Linked DNA regions of Gossypium hirsutum: regions 1, 3 and 4 are each linked to region 2. A link is a contact called in public Hi-C data. All regions are on one chromosome and are shown on one strand. The core of a region is the stretch at or near the end of the contact, and the rest is flanking DNA. Distances in the headings are between cores, read along the strand shown.

Region 1 (2,700 bases), core at 25-2,524, 370 kb before region 2:
AGCAAGTCGAAACAAAAGACTAGATTCAGTAAGCAAAAGTAGCATAATCAGAAAATAACATAATGAACTTATAGAAGAGAATAATATATACACACACGCAAATAATCATTTACAGCTGACAGAATCAACTTCTTTTACATATCATTTATTTTTTCAAAACTATAATAGCAAATTTTCAACTGTACTTTAACCTTCAGAGTCCTAAATGAAAATTCAACCAGTACCATCAGTTGCACTTCAACAGCCATTTAAATCACACAATTCAAACAAAACAAAACAAAAACAAATAAATTAACAAATAAACTCAACAGATACAAATCATAAAATTTGACTCCAAATACCCAATAACCAACAAGAACAACAACAATAAAATCAGCATAAATAAATAAACATATTCTACAACTCAATAAGATATGAGGAAAAAAAATAAACATATTAATAAAAGCTCAGTATACCCTGATAAGAACATTTCAAAAGAAGTGAAAAAACTTCCTCACAGCTCTTGGTATCATTATCACATAGCAAAATCCTCACTTTGCTCCTATCTATAAACCCATTTCCTGCTCCTCCTGCTTTAAGCTCTTTATTCAAATTCAGTTCTTTGCTCTCCATATTTCTACAACCCAGAAAAAATATCACTTTAAATTTCTTTTTCCCAATCAATATCTCACAAAACAACAAATCCCCAGAAAACCCTTTTTTTCTAAATTAAAAAATTGACCAAAAAAAAAGGGTAAGCACTAAAGAAAGCCCAAGATAATCATCTTCCCTCCAACAATCCGAATTGGAGACAAAATTGGGGTTAGGGTTTCCAATTTTCCAGAGCCCATCTTCAGATTGAATCCCTTTTTTCCCCGTCCGTACGCTCCCACCTAATAAAACACTATAAGTGAAATAAGTTACTAATTTCCCCCATTCTTAAATGAATCCCTTTCCATTAACGGCAAGCAAAAGCTCAAGTGGACCCAATCGGACGGTCGGATATAAGGATGGCGACAGCCATCAACGACTCAAATTTGAGCTTAACAAGGATCTGATACACACGTTAACATAACTCCAATAGGGAAGGGGCGAAGGAGAGGCTTTTCTCAATTTCTGCTAAAAGTGCGTTTTTTTTTTTTTTTTTTGGTGTGGGTGTGTGTCGTGTTTTTCAGACAGATATTTTTTAGAAGATAGAATTTGGGGTATGCTGGGAGTGGCTAACGTACGCCGGATAAGGGAGGTGAGATTTGGAACGTTGGATTAGAGTGAGGAAAATCGGAAGAGGAGTGCGTAGTGCGCATGGTGGAGTGCGATAGAAGAGATAATGACGTGGCAAAATGGGGGACCGCGTAGTGAGAAAGTGGATGAAAAAGCGAAAGCGCAAGATGAGAAAGGTCATGTGAGAAGCCAATCCCAATAGCACACGTGTCTAAAATAAGGTTAGGTTTAGTTTTGTTTAATAAAAAGGGTTTGCTTTCTAATTGCATTGGTTATATATAGTTTGCTAAGTCATCCTTTTCTTTTGAAGTTGTCCCATTCACCACTATTTCTTTTTAATTGCGTTAAGCCCTTAATTTATGGCATGCAAGGTAAAATTTAGACATCACAATAGAATAGGATGGGATAATTTTACATCCTCAAAACTTATCTTTATCTCCTTTAATCCAATTTTATTCCAATCTTCAAAACAAATGATTCAATTTATATGCTCCGATAGATTGAGTTGATATCATGAATTAATCGAGTATTAACTCGATTAAAAAACTACACATATGTCCTTTTATTAAATAATTATTATTATTTTGATAGTCTTTTTATAATTTTAAATAAAAGCATGTGTATATGTGTTTAATAAATTTACAAACAAATTTTTTATCACTACACCAATAATAATCTTTGACTAAATTTTAAAAAAAATTAACTTCTAACATAAAATGTTTTCTCTCACCAACTTTGTATATATATAGATAATATTTTTGATCGCCTTGGTGTTACATGTTAGATTTTATTAAAATAAATCTACAATATAACTTAATAAACTAGGATCTGTCATGTCAAATTATTAAGAATAAATCAAGAACAAAACTAGATGCGGAAACGTACCTGAATCCATGGATTTCTTGAAACTTTCTGGAACTTGGGGATTTGATCTTCCAAATTAGCACACAAGAAATTCAAAGAATATCTGCTCTCTCTTTCCTAATGATGGGATATTAGAAAAGATATCTTGTGTATAATTTGGGGACCATAACCCTAATGTTTATAACCTTAGCATTCAAATTCTAATTAGCCCATCATTAATTAGAATTTGATTAGAAGAGTATCTACACATATTTGACCCATAATTTATTTAATAATTAAAAGCCCAATAAAATTTTAACCAAATTAGATCACTTTTAATTTGGGCTAACCTATCATGATAGTAAATAATAACATGTACTTATCCTTATTATATATGTGATGTCCAAATTTTCCAACAATCTCCCACTTGGACCACATACATATACTAATTATTTTATAATTACATGTCATTATATAACCTTATGAGCTCAAAATTTTACTATCATATCCAAAAGGCATTCCGTACGATCTCGTCCATTAATTATGTTAACATAGAACCAAGGCGACTTTCGTTACAAATATCGTAACTAAATCCATCTATGATCACGTATATTAACACAACCAAATGACATAGATCAAGTATGGATGTGTAGCATG
Region 2 (2,700 bases), core at 120-2,619:
GAATCAAATATGAAACTAAAGCTTATTGAGTCTAGTTTTGCATGGAAGAAACAATGTAAGAAATGAAATTTTATATTTTGAGATATATTATTTGTTGTGGGATAAGGTCAGAATGGATTCGAGTCCTCGTATTATGAGTTTGGAAAATCATAAAAAATTTTAAATATATTATTAGGGGATTAAATTTATATGTTTAAATTATTAATGATTCTATTTTCAAGAGAATAAAATAGAAACATTATCTAAACCCCGTACTAAGAGATAATTAATTTTTAGTAAAGAAAGGTCGAAGCTGTCAAGTAGCAGAATAGGGGCAAATTTGAAGAATTTAATTTACTGGTTGGATAAAGTAAAAATTCTGAAATTTTTATGGTAAAAATATATTTGAGTCTAGTTTCAAAAACATCAAGCGAATCTTAATTTCGAAATCTTTAGCTCAAGATATAAATAATTTAGTGACTATGACACAAGTGGACAACTTTGATATGAACACATAAGTAAATAGTTGAATTATAGTTAATGTTACGTATAAACATGTCATGCTAAAAACTAAATATCCTAATATATATACATAAAGGATGAGGAGGAAAAAATAGTAGATGAATTTAAAATGTTACAAAATGGTTATAAGTGATGGAATGATTAATACATGTGAGAATGTTTAAATGAATTGATAAAATAATAAATGAATAATTGTTAATTGATTTGATTTTGGAATATTGGCTAAAATTTTATGAATAATTAAATTAATTGGAACAATTTAGAAATAAATATGAAATATACATAAAATGAGTAAACTACTTTAAAAGTGCAAGTCCTCCAATGGACTTATTTGTAAAACTTTAATAATTGTGTTATTTTTATAAATTTTGTTATATTTGATTGAATATCATATATGTTTTAATGAGATCCTTTAACTCATAAATAGTTATTTCATAAATTCAATTGTTACTAAAATGAGTAAAACGGTCTTCAATAATCAAATAATAAGATAAATCAATCTGAAATTTCTATAATTACTTTGACAAAGAATATGATATTTTGATACCTTAACCTAACAATCGGATCGAATATTGAGGTATTACATTCTAAACAGACAAACTCTTAAAATAATTCTTTATCTTAAATCATCACCAATGGTAATAAAGAAACAGTAACAATTTTAAGTTCTAGATTTTAATGAGTTCTTTGAGAATTATTTTAATTTAAGTTAGATGTATTTTGCTTCTTAATCTAGTTATTCATTGTATTGATTAATTGCAATTATATCTATTTCAACAGTGTGAATGCAATTATAATTTTTTTAAAAATAAACTCTTAGCTTAAGTTATTAGAAAAATCAAACAAGGATTGCCCAAATTTAAATTAAATATGATTTTATTTTAGAGTCTAATTTAATGATATATATAATATAAATTATTGATTTAATTCGATTTACAAAATTATATATATTTAACATCTAATTTTTTAAATATAAATAAAAAATAGTTTAAAAATATTATATTAATTAAGTTTAATAACTTATTTTAATGGTCATATTTTCCATGAAATTTTAATAATCATATTTAATATATTTTAAATATAAATATAAAAATATAAAAAAATAAATTAATTTAAAAAATAAAAAAATTTATATCAATAATCGGCATGAAAGCATAATAATTAGTATTGCCTGATACAGCTGATTCTATCAATACCAAAATCGAAGAAAGTATATTACTAGTAATTTTGTTAGGAGTACAACTACAATATAAAAAATTATTACATTCGAATCACTAATATAAAATTTTCTAAACTAGAATAATTTTATACAAAAACGATGAAATTTAAATTAAAATAAATATGGATAGAATTTTACGAAAAACAAAAATCAATCTTAGACACTTACGAATTTTAAGCCTCAACCTTTGTTAATTATTCCAATACTTAATTCTGTGATATGTAGAACGTAAATTCTCCTTCCTCCCTATAGTCTGCTACCCTAGCACGTCTCTGTCTGCTTTCTCTGGCAGAATTTAGGTTTTTTTGTTCTTTCAGTCTTTGTTCAAATCAAACGGCATGATTTGCTTTTTGATTCTCTGATTAGTATTTTGGTATACTCATTCGTAATTGGTAGGAAATTGTTAGGAAAATATGGAGGTAGAATTTGCTGGATTAACAATTAATGAGGAGGAAGATGAGATCTTGCAACTTCAAGTTGAGCAAACTGCAGAAAGGATGATGGGAGTATCTACGTTAGTGGGTTGTTTTTTGACAGCTAGTACAATCCACTTTAAGCAATGAAAAATACCATGGGCAATCTGTGGCATCCGGTAAGGGGTGTTCAAATTCGAGATTTAGGAGAAAAAAAGGTATTTGTTTCAGTTTTTTCATGTTATGGATATGGAAAGGGTGTTAAAGGGTTCTCCTTGGACTTTCAATAATCATTTATTGTTATTATATCAATTGCAGTGGGGAGAAGATCCCCTAAAAGTCCCTCTTATTTATTCTCCCTTTTGGGTTCAAATTAATAATATCCCTATTGGCTTCTATTCTGAGAACCTGGCAGCACAAATTCGAAACTTTATAGGGGTCTTCATGGAGTATGATGGCTCTAGTTTGGGGAAGGAGAACCGTAACTATATGCGTATAAGAGTCCAAGTTGACATTCGGCGTTCTTTGAAAAGAAAGAAGAGGCTTATGTTTAATGGACAATGCTTA
Region 3 (2,700 bases), core at 164-2,663, 470 kb after region 2:
TTCTCTAACTTTGGATTTGTGGTCCCAAAACCACTGTTCTGACTAGGCCCAAAATCGAGCTGTTACAATAACCATTTTATTAATTTTAATATTATTTTAATTACCTTGTTAATGTCAAAAATTAAAATAATATATAAAAAATATTTTTATTAAGTTTTGTCTTCAAATTTTTTGAAATTGAATAGCAAAACACAACAAAAAAAAATAATTTTAGCCAGAAAATTCAATCAAATAAAAGTAAAAAGACAAAAATCAATGTAAAGTAAAAACATAGCGGTAAATTTACTTTTAATTCATACATATCAATGAAAGTAAAATATTACGTCTAAAGTAGTGGCAAATTAACATAATAACCTTTTAAATTATTAAAATATTAATTTTACAAAAAAAATTATGTAAATGTGTAAAATTAACTTATTTTTTACGATGAATCCTCCAAATTTAATATGTTTTACTATATGTTTTCAATAAATAAAAAAGAGGAAACCATAAGAAATTATTATTACAAGTTGTCGAATAAAATGAACAAAATAAAAAGTAACCAAAATATCTAGCAAAAAAGAAAATGCTTTATTAGTAAATTGTTCCCTGAATTATACTTTAATTTTTAGTTAATTATACCAAACATCCCAAGTTATGATTCTTATTTTAAATTAATCCCTAAACTTTAAAACACCCTAATTACTTCCTAAACTATTGATGTTATATTAGTAAGATCCTTTCGTTATTAAAATTGTCATTTTAACCGTTAAATAGACTCATCTGTCATAATTTAAAATAAAAATGAATATTGCAAAAATCTTGGATTTGAGATTTTTAAAATTTTTAAAGAAACTTTTTCCTTCACTCTCTCTTTCTTCAATTTTATTTTATTTTAGTTTTTAATTTTAAAAGTTGTGAGACAATATTTTATTTTTTTAAAAAAATTATTTTAAATTGTCATATAAGATTTAATGTTTTATTTAATGGTTAAATTAGCGATATTAATAATGAAATGACTTGATTGATATAACACCGATAGTTGAGCATGTAATTAGAATGTTTTAAACCTTAGAGATCAATTTAAAATGAGGGTCATAATTTAGGGATGTTTAGTGTAATTAATTCTTAATTTTTACATTAAATTTTAGAAGTTTTTTTCGGTAAATTAATTAGTAGTCATCTAATTATGTTTTTTTTTTGGTTGCTCAAATTATCTTGAGTTTATCGGAGTTTTTGTTTTTATGTTAGTCAAACTAAAAAATATATAAAATTAAATAGTTAAGTAATTATTTTATAATTTTTTATATTTAGGTGATAAAAGAATTTATTAATAATTAGATCATCATTTTATAATTTTTTATAATTTAGTAAAAAAATCATTAATACGTCACCTCTATTATTTATTTATCATTTCTGTGAAAAGGAAAAACAAAATACTTTGATTAAAGAGAAAAAAAAAGGAAAAAAGGAAAGAAAGAGGAATTAAAAAGGGTCGGAAAAGGCAAGCAAATCTTAGCTGTAGAAAGTAGAAACCATCCATTCAACCATCGGCCACAATTTCTTCTTGGCAAGCCAACAAAAACTTGAAATAATCTAAAACAAAATCAAACACTTTTTGGTAGATTCTTTCCAGGTAGCGGCGGTGTATTCGGTACACACTCAAAAATATAATTGTAACTCCAGGCCAGAAAGAGTAGGTGAAAGTCCAAAATTTTGGTGCCTTGTTCGAAGTTTATTGGTCCAGTTTCTCCTATAAATACCAAAAGCCGAATTAAAAAGCCTATTTTTTTTCTTACATATCACTTTGCTTCCCTTAAGTTAAGCGTGCTCTCTCTCCATCTCTCTCTCTCCCCCCCATTTCAGATCTCAAAGGTTTGTTTCCTTTTCTTAACTAGTTTCTGATCTTTATTTCCAGTTGTAATTCTTGAATTCTAAGCTATGGGGTTTGTTTCTTTGTCCAAATATAATTTGGGTTTTGTTTATTAATCCGAACCATTATCTGGGTTTGCTCTGTTTGCTTGTCTCTGATAGTCATTTTATTGCTTTCTTCTAAGATGCAATATTGATTAGATCTATACTATCGGTTTCTTTATTTCATTGACATTTCTTTCATTTTTTCGAGCTTGGAATTTGGAAACATAGTGTTCTGGTTGGGTATCTCTTGAAATGTTGGGCATTGTGTTTCTGGATTTTTCTTATGTTGCCTTGAGTTAAATGTTTGGGAGAAGAGATGAACTCATCTTTTGATGCTTTGGAGGAATTGTTTGAAGATAAACCCGGTTATTATTTTCAATGATTTGTGAAAAGGGGTTCCTGAATATTGAAATTCCTGAAATCAACATTCAATTTGGGGATTATCCATAAGGGATATTTGATGCCGTTCACATGATTATTTATTTCAAGTTTGTGAAACTAATGTTGAGAATGTGATTAATGGAAGGAATATGGTAACTCACACCAAGTTAACCAGATATGGCGTCCAATTTTAAATAGAAGAAACCTGATTTGCCTTTTTGAATAAAATTGTAATTTGTTATTGACTAGACGTGTGCTTTGAAAGAAGTGGGATCTCGGCATTTTTCTATTCGGTTATAGGAGCTAATTTTCTGACCAGGATTTTGTATAATGAATACAAAATTGATACGTTTGGTTTCATAGAATAAGTCCCTTGCTATTGTTTTCTGGCTATGATTGAAAGGATTGATAGATCTATCGGTT
Region 4 (2,700 bases), core at 115-2,614, 420 kb after region 2:
AACGACTTGAGAATTAATTTAAAATTTTTAAATTATAATTGAATTTTGAAAATAGAATTAAATTAATTAGTTCTTATAAATGCATGCATTAAGTATGAAAATTAAATATATTTCCTCATAGATTTTTTTACGATAAAACCGTCATGGTTAGTAGTAATGACTTTAACTGGATTAGAATGAGGTTGAGAAAATTATTTAATTGGAAAACTAATTTAGTTAATTTGATTAATGAAATTAATTAAATAAAATAATATTTATTTTGAGAAATAATAAATAAATATTGGGTTGGATTAAATTATCAAGTGTTAGAGTAGGAGAGTATTTTCTATTAAATAAACATTATTTGTGCTATTTTTATTTAACTAGGATTCTTCTATTTCTCCTTATAAATAAATATTATTTACTACCTTTAGAGGGCTTTCATATTCTGGTGAAAGCACATCTTATAGAACGCGTTTTTGTCCTATCCTAATGCCACGTCACCTGAAAATGTGTCATATAGGTTGCGTTTTTGCCTTTTCTTTCCAAAATCGACTTATTATTCTAATTTTTTTTTATTAAAATGACCTAAATCCCTAATTTTGTTTTAAGTTTAACATATATCCCTAATTTTCCCACGTATGTTTGGCTTCTTAATTTTACAAGATTTACTAAAATCAAATAAATAAGTTTGGAAAAGTGCTTTAATTAAATCTAAATTTAATAATTTTAAAAACAATATAAAACTAAGATACAAACAATTTATTAAATTTTAAAAAATTAATATATTATAATGTATAAAAATATATAAAATAAATAGATTCACATATATTTAAACTGTTTGACAATATATAATTGTAGGTTAATATTTGATATATTCATCATCTATCCTTTTATGTATTGTGGATAAAATGATAACACAACGTTAAAAATTTAAGTGGTCAAATATAATCTTATAACTATTATATTTGTGATTTAAAATTTTAATCGAATTAAATATCGATTGGATCAAAAATCGATTAAGGTATTGATTCGAAAAGTAATTTTAAATAAATTAGATTATGAATTTACACATAACAGTTAAACTTATTAAAAATTCGATTAAATCAACAATTAAATAATTTAAAAAAAAATTAATTGAAAAGCATAAAACTTTAAATCCTATTTAAAAGATAATGATTTTATGATCTGAACCAGAAAAAAATAGAGTGATAAATGCCTACCAAAAATATCTTATGTTATTTTCACACTTTATATTATATTTAAAATAGAGGTGCATGCAGAAAGGTAACGGACGTATTTACCAGAAAAAGAGTGCATGACGTGGCACAAAGCTAACCATAGAATACATCGAATCTCAACTCTCAACTGCAATTTCTGCACAAAACTCGAAATCTATCTCTTAATATCCACAACCCAATCTCCACCGTCTATTTTCCAAATCCAACGGTCACTTCCTTCTCATATCCCCAACCATATCCACCTTTTTATTACAAAAACAAATACACTCCCACTGAAGATTTCATTTCCTCAGTTCTGACATTTCTCAAAAATGAGCTCCATTGCTTTCAAGCCCTTCCACGGCCTCCGCCATAGCTCCGCCGTCCACAGCCCCACTTCCACTACCACCACCCTTTCCAAACCTGCTGTCAAATTCCATGTGTCAGCCGCCAAAACTTCTCCAAAACTAAGCAACCGCAACCTCAGGGTAGCCATCATAGGGGGTGGTCCGGCAGGAGGCTCAGCCGCCGAAACTCTCGCGAAGGCTGGCATAGAAACGTTCCTAATCGAACGAAAACTGGACAACTGCAAACCTTGCGGCGGAGCCATCCCGCTTTGCATGGTGGGTGAATTTGACTTGCCTTTGGATATCATCGACCGGCGAGTCACCAAGATGAAGATGATTTCGCCCTCCAACATTGCCGTCGACATCGGGCAAACGTTGAAACCACATGAATACATTGGGATGGTGAGAAGAGAAGTACTGGACGCTTACTTGAGAGACAGAGCTAAGGAGAATGGAGCTAACGTTATAAATGGGCTGTTCTTAAAGATGGATATGCCTAAACATTGGGAAGAACCCTATGTTTTGCATTACACCGAGTATGATGGGAAGAAAGGAGCTATGGGAGCCAAAGCCACTTTGGAAGTCGATGCTGTGATTGGAGCTGATGGCGCTAACTCTCGTGTTGCTAAAGCCATTAATGCTGGCGATTATGATTACGCCATTGCATTTCAGGTACATGCATATGTAATATATATTGTTCTGAGACAGATTTCAATTTTCTTTTACAAATATTTTTACCCATTTTCGAGTTATTTGTTGTTGATTTGCTTATTTTTCCCGAGAATCCATGTATGAATAAGTAGAAATTAGGATCATAATTGAACACCCTTTCACATATAAGTTGGGGATTTAAACTTGAAATCTAACAGTAGCAAAGGCTTCTCTTTACCATTGGGATGCTTAAGTATGCTTATTAATGTAGTACTATTATTTGATGTTTGTTGGTTGAGTGTTGGTAAAGAGCTCAATGTCCCCTTAAACAAGATCTCAGGTTCTTATTCAATGCATGGTTTAGCTCAAAATATTCATTGTGGGGCTCATCCTTTTTGTGGAAGTGTTTCTTTTCCACTAAATTTATAGAAAGACAATAGTTTATAGAGTTAAATATATGCACTAAATTTATAGAAAGGAAGTAATCTATAGGGTTAACCGGT

The links. A called contact is a pair of places that touch in the nucleus more often than the background predicts.
Region 1: a Hi-C map of leaf shows a contact between it and region 2, with 10 times the contacts expected there. The contact joins the promoter of LOC107886106 here to the promoter of LOC121203592 in region 2. A contact is called at or near these places in 9 of 34 Hi-C or Micro-C datasets (callus, hypocotyl, leaf and 1 more).
Region 3: a Hi-C map of leaf shows a contact between it and region 2, with 2.5 times the contacts expected there. The contact joins the promoter of LOC107886143 here to the promoter of LOC121203592 in region 2. A contact is called at or near these places in 8 of 34 Hi-C or Micro-C datasets (callus, hypocotyl, leaf and 1 more).
Region 4: a contact with region 2 is called in a Hi-C map of leaf, with 4 times the contacts expected there. The contact joins the promoter of LOC107897682 here to the promoter of LOC121203592 in region 2. A contact is called at or near these places in 7 of 34 Hi-C or Micro-C datasets (hypocotyl and leaf).

Annotation. Positions count from the first base shown.
Region 1 is chrA03:18,859,322-18,862,021 of Gossypium_hirsutum_v2.1, reverse strand. It overlaps LOC107886106 (two-component response regulator-like APRR1), which reads right to left and starts at 1,274. Exons shown (of 6, transcript XM_016809943.2): 1 at 456-1,274. The coding sequence starts at 612.
Region 2 is chrA03:18,485,631-18,488,330 of Gossypium_hirsutum_v2.1, reverse strand. LOC121203592 (transcription factor MYB34) reads right to left here and starts at 1,369. Exons shown (of 3, transcript XM_041096780.1): 1 at 1-1,369. It overlaps LOC121219118 (a long non-coding RNA gene), which reads right to left. Exons shown (of 3, transcript XR_005915840.1): 3 at 1,703-2,700.
Region 3 is chrA03:18,019,300-18,021,999 of Gossypium_hirsutum_v2.1, reverse strand. It overlaps LOC107886143 (malate dehydrogenase, chloroplastic), which reads left to right and starts at 1,413. Exons shown (of 2, transcript XM_041096753.1): 1 at 1,413-1,854.
Region 4 is chrA03:18,061,384-18,064,083 of Gossypium_hirsutum_v2.1, reverse strand. It overlaps LOC107897682 (geranylgeranyl diphosphate reductase, chloroplastic), which reads left to right and starts at 1,364. Exons shown (of 2, transcript XM_016823212.2): 1 at 1,364-2,218. The coding sequence starts at 1,532.